2 separate regions of the Zea mays genome follow, and region 1 is linked to region 2. Evidence: chromatin contacts called from public Hi-C data. All regions are on one chromosome and are shown on one strand. The core of a region is the stretch at or near the end of the contact, and the rest is flanking DNA. Distances in the headings are between cores, read along the strand shown.

The links. Hi-C and Micro-C count contacts between places; a contact is called where the count stands out from the background.
Region 1: a contact with region 2 is called in a Hi-C map of ear, with 3 times the contacts expected there. The contact joins the promoter of LOC100285617 here to the promoter of LOC100193515 in region 2. A contact is called at or near these places in 4 of 25 Hi-C or Micro-C datasets (bundle sheath, ear, endosperm and 1 more).

Annotation. Positions count from the first base shown.
Region 1 is chr5:25,949,046-25,952,009 of Zm-B73-REFERENCE-NAM-5.0, reverse strand. It overlaps LOC100285617 (FIP1), which reads left to right and starts at 1,592. Exons shown (of 4, transcript NM_001158508.2): 1 at 1,592-1,784; 2 at 1,877-1,957; 3 at 2,048-2,322; 4 at 2,431-2,719. The coding sequence starts at 1,673. The coding sequence ends at 2,607.
Region 2 is chr5:25,639,963-25,642,723 of Zm-B73-REFERENCE-NAM-5.0, reverse strand. LOC100193515 reads left to right here and starts at 1,326. Exons shown (of 6, transcript NM_001367031.1): 1 at 1,326-1,588; 2 at 1,686-1,877; 3 at 2,495-2,761. The coding sequence starts at 1,513. It overlaps LOC100191427, which reads left to right. Exons shown (of 14, transcript NM_001365488.1): 13 at 50-131; 14 at 425-960. The coding sequence ends at 508.

The DNA of each region.
Region 1 (2,964 bases), core at 343-2,842, 310 kb before region 2:
CCACCATGTTCCTAAACCATGAACCTGACAGGGAAAGTTTGTTTTAAGATTCACAATGCTGTGTCCCACAGGCGCAAGTGAAAAGGCACACTGGTGTCCGAGTCACAGCTAAAGGGAGGATCTTGAGCCGAAAGGCTCAGCAGAACATATTTCTTTTGCTTGGCATTGGTCAGCAGTTCAGTATTAAGGAATGGTAAATTACTGCAAACAGCTTTGAACCTTTTTTTTAAAAAAAAAAAGGGAACAGCTTTGAGATATGAAGAAAACAAACTCGTGAGGTGATGCAAGCATGGCATTGTTGATGCCAAATAGTCAACTTCACATATCATGGATCAGCAAGGCCATACTGAACTCAAAAAGGTCAAATTACTACATTAGCAGTACTGAAAACATTAAAGCATCTGTGTTTCTCCCTCACAGCGTCAGTAAGTATGGTTTGATTCTGAATATAATTACACAAATATGTGTCGATGAGTACACAGCAGAAAGCATCTTTTAGTTCCTGCTACTTTTCTGCTCCACACTAATAAGACCCGACCCTGTTTGTTTCACTCCTAAATTATATAAGCTGAATTATTGTGGAATAGTAGAAAGGTAAAATATCACTTTGGAATCATAAATAAGCTGAAATAAGCTAACCAATGCTAACTTATTTCAGCTTATTTGTGGCCTAAAATTGATATTTTACCCTCCTATCCTTCCACCATAATCCAACTTATATAATCTAGAAGAGAAACAAACAGGACCTAAGTAGCAGACTATCAAACCCACATTTTCAACACACGGATGCCATTCATCTTGTCATATAAACTAACCATGTGCACATTTTCCTAGAATAGTTGAGATTCCAAAACATCCTTCACAAGTATGCATGAAAGGGAAACATGTACCATAGCGGAACCAAGTGTATACCGGTAGTTTGGTTTCAGGTTTGAACTAGCCACGTGGTTTTTTTACTTTCTTCGTCCCCACTCTCCATGAACCTATTTCCTGAGATGGGAAAAAGAGTCAGTTATGCACTACGTGTCATAGACTAAGGCCCTGTTCCAATCTCGCGAGATAAACTTTAGCAGCTTTTTTTTAGCTACTTTTAGCCATTTATAATCTAAACAAGAGAGCTAATGGTGGTAATTGAAACTAAACTTTAGCACTTCAATTCATATAGCTAAAGTTTAGCAGGAAGCTAAAGTTTATCCCGTGAGATTGAAACGGGGCCTAACTTAAGAGTTCATTATACTATTAGCAAAACCTAGATTTTTCACTCATCGGAACTTTACAATTTACGAAAGCAACTATCAGCTTGTCATCAACAGCCTCGTCAGCACCCTGTGCTAAGCATTTAGCAATAGAAAGTGTAGTAGGGAAGGAAACCATTGGCACCTCCTCATTGGCTGCGCTGAAAGCTCCAGCTGTTCTGCTCATGCCCATTCCTTTGTCAAGAAAGCGGGACTTGCTTTTGTCCCCGATGAGGCGATGATGAGTATGCAGCATCAAGTGCTGATTCGGTTACACCACATTGTTCCCTGGAATAAAGTTGCCTTTTTGGTGGCTTCACCCTATAAATGCCCCCCATATGGCTCAGACTCTGGGCACTAGCAGGCATCCACTTCTCACAGGCTAAGAGAAGTCTCCTAGCATCAAAGCAGATTTGCAGATAGACCTTCTCCAAGCCATGGAGACTTTCACCCAGGAGCATGTCATTGGAATTCCATTGACTTCGTTTGCATATGCCGATGAGGAAAGACAAGGAAAATCTTCCTGTTCTGCCATGGTTCATAAAAAAAGTAAGAATCTCGCAACCTGCTTCCCCAGTGCTTCATTTGAAAGAGAAGAAAAACTGTGCCAATACTTACTTGATATCCTTTCGATGATACAGATAAGAAGAGTTCCTTCATTCATCGGATGAACAAACTGAGCCATAAAACAGATAGCTACATGCAAGGATTCAAAGAACACTGTAAGAATCCAACCATTGTCCTTTTTCACAAAGTTGTGTTATGTTGATAAAATAAAATGTTTCATCACTGATAAATCTTTTCCTTTGCAGTAACCATGGGACCAAAAATTTCAGAAACTATAAAAGGGAAACTAAGCTTCGGTGCAAAGGTTCTCCAAGCTGGCGGTATTGATAAAGTCTTCAGAGAATACTTTGCAGTTGAGAAAGATGAGAAACTACGGAAGGCTTTCCAGTGCTATCTTTCAACCACAGCTGGTCCAATAGCTGGAATGCTTTTCATCTCAACTAAGAAGATTGCTTTCCATAGTGATAGGCCTTTGAGTTTCACGTCTCCTAAAGGAGGCAGTACAAGGGTGCCTTACAAGGTAATTGAAGCAAAATCTCTTCGTCAATATGCATACCTGAAGTTTATCAGATATAAAATGTGACCTCAAGATGTCGGACAAAGCTAATAAAATATGTACCTTCTGCAGGTGTTAATCCCCACAGAGAGAATGAAAAGTGCTTCAGTGCGGGAAAATTTATACAATCCAGATGAGAAGTATATTGATGTAGTCACTGTTGATGGCTTTGATTTTTGGTTCATGGGCTTTGTCAGCTATGAGAAGTCATTCAAATATCTCCAACAAGTAATTATGGAGCTGAGATGATGCACACAGTTTTGTAACGTGAAACATCATAGATACCATGTTGATATGGTATATGTACATTGAAGAGATAGAATTGATCTATCACATTGATTGTGAAGCAAAGTTTTTCAACTATGTCCTTGAATATTCAGTATTATCAAATGCATTGACCGATCATACTAAACGAACTAACCAATCAGATCCTGTCGGTACCTTTTTTACTAACCAACCGGTTATCTTAGACTGAAAGATTTATCTTAAGAGAGAGAGCTCTCAACAGGAACTTCCATTTAAAAAATATCTGGACAGGGAAATATGCATAACTAAAGGTCTCACCCTAAGTAAAGCGTGCAAACAGCTTTTCTAATTCAAGGATAT
Region 2 (2,761 bases), core at 77-2,576:
TTGAGGCCCACTGCGGGTTAGCTTCTGAGCTGTATGTTTGCTGCCACAGTATGAAGGTTCGAGGAGCCATTTCCAGCTGCCTTCCGGACAACAACTTAAAAGTTCTTGTACCAGTGCTAGAGAAGTTTGTGGTATGTCCCCAAAATTTCTAGACGTTCTGTCTGAAGCAACGGTGGATAGATACATGGACTGCCACTTTTTGGGAACCAGTAATTTGTCATGTCCATAGATGCTCTCTCCCTATTCTTTGTGTAGCTTATATCCATTTATTATTCATTTTCTGGCATGTTTACTAGATATCACAAGACTGCTCTAGCTTCAAAATTTTCTTGGTTGTTTTTTTTCGCGATTTCTCTTTCTGCGACAGGCTTGAGCTAGTTTTTTTTTCGCTCATAATTTACCCAGCCGTCTCGTTCTCCTGCAGTCATTTCACCTGCAGCTCAACATGATGACAAGGGAAACACATTCAGCTGTCACCGAAGTCATTGAAAGATGCAGGCAGTCATAGAAGTTGGAAGAGGGCGCCCTGTACAGATTAACCGACCTCTCTGCAGTGCAGCCGAAGCCACACACAGGTGTTGCTCCTCACCTGGCCAGGGCGCAACGAATTGATTGATGCCAGAGGCTGGCTTGGGAGCTAACAGTGTTTCTATTCTTTCTTTTGCCCCTCCTGCTGTTCTGATCCTGTCATGTGCATCTCCTTTAGTTTCTTCTCCACACACTCCCCCCCGGAAATCATGTAGTCCATATTATGAGTGGAACAATAACAGTGTAGGCTATAGGGAATGTAGTTGTGGTGCTTCAGTTCTTCGTCTCTGTTTTACATGTTGTATTTTCGTGTCACATGGAATCAGTGACCACACATGCCTCAATCTGACAAATTAAGAGTGTATATCACATAATAGTAGTGTAATTTAACTATGTCTCTTTTTCCGTATAAAGAACCTATTAGTTGGAAGCATCTTCCGGTTGCAGAAAATGACCATGTTGTATGCAAACGGTGTAACCTGGTGTACACAATTCTTTCGTTGCTATGTACTGTTCTGAGGGAATTAGAACCCAGGTCTTCTGTTGCTTGAGCTTAAAAGGTCACTGCTGAAAGTGGTAGTACTAGTTGGCATGCACTACGGCAGCTTCGGAGTTTCAGGTGAACAAATTTACAAACATTGGCCTTCCAGGTAAGTTCCAAACCGCACACAAGGAACTTTGAAAACCTCGAAGGATTTTAGCGCATCTGGACCCACGTTCTGCCGGCCGGGTAGGCCCCACCGCCGGTCGATCGCCTCGCCATCGCACACAAGCACAACTGCACAAGCACCCAGCCACCCACCGTCACCGACCGCCGCGCCACGATTTTATCCATTCCTCACTCGTCTCTCAAACTCAAGCGAAAGCCATCACCCCGACCCCAATCCCACGTTCGCCACGTGCGCGCCACCTCCCCCACCGCGTCCGCGTCGCCGGCCATACTCCATCGCGAACGAGATCACGGGCTGGTTTCGCGGGCCGACCATGGGGACGCTCATCCGGCCGGGGCCCGCCGCGTCGCCTCTCCCCATCGCTTCCCCCTCCTCCTCATCCGCCCACGGTATCGCCGACTCGCCTCTCTGCCGGCCTGTCTCTCCGGGGGGAAGCCACGCCACGGCGCTGATCTTATCTTATGATTTATTTTGGTTGGTCCGTAGTGGCTGTCGTTGGCGGTGGCGCGAGGAGCTTGCGGCATCGGGTGTCGGTGTCGGTGGCGGTGTTCCGGTCCCCGAGTACGCAGGTTCTGGCGACGAGATGGCGCCGCCGGAGAGGTATGGTTGTGCGGTCGGATGTCGTCGCCGGTGGCGCAGCCGCCGCGGCAGCTGGGGATTCGACGCGGGCGCTCCCAGGTATCCACCTTGCTGAGTATGTTAAAATGTTTTAACCGTTTCATTTGAAGATGGCCGTGAGATGTCAGGTAAATAATCTGCCACTATGATAAAGTGAATGTGAGAGGGATCCCTTTCATAATCGCAAAAGGTTAAATGCCCTAAATTATGGGGTGCTGAAATCTGGATTATACAATCTGTGCAGATTGTAATCGCAAACAAACACCCCCCTAAATCACTGTTGCTAATGCTCCGTGGTTTAAACGATCACGGTAGATTCAAATTGCAAACAAAGAGTCGTTTGGTTCCTATCATTATAATACTATCAACTATGATCACAACCGGCCCTCCTATCTAACTGAAATTGGGACACATCTGGCAGTGTGTATCCTTTTAGACATCTTATAGCAAATAGCATGGTATAGCCGTGCTGCACCATTGTGTTTCACTGTTTCAGGCGCGTAGAAGAATCAATAGATGCAGGTGCTAGCTGTGTCTCATGTTTATTAGAAAGCATGTGCACATGTACAACAAGGTGACAAATAGCTTGTGTGGATTGAATCGTCTACAAAGAACACCACAATGTATCAAACTGTAGAATTGGATCTCCTTGTGCTAACTTGAAATTGTTTTAACAGGTCAGCAATTGGCTTCAAGAGTCAGAGGGGTTTGCTTCTATTTGGTGACTGCAGTTGCAGCAATCTTTTTGTTTGTAGCTATGGTTGTGGTTCATCCACTTGTGTTGCTATTTGACCGGTACCGTAGGAGAGCACAGCACTACATCGCAAAGATTTGGGCTACGGTGACAATCTCCATGTTCTACAATCTTGAGGTCGAAGGAATGGAGAATCTGCCTCCAAATAGCTGTCCTGGTGTCTATGTTGCTAACCATCAGAGCTTCTTGG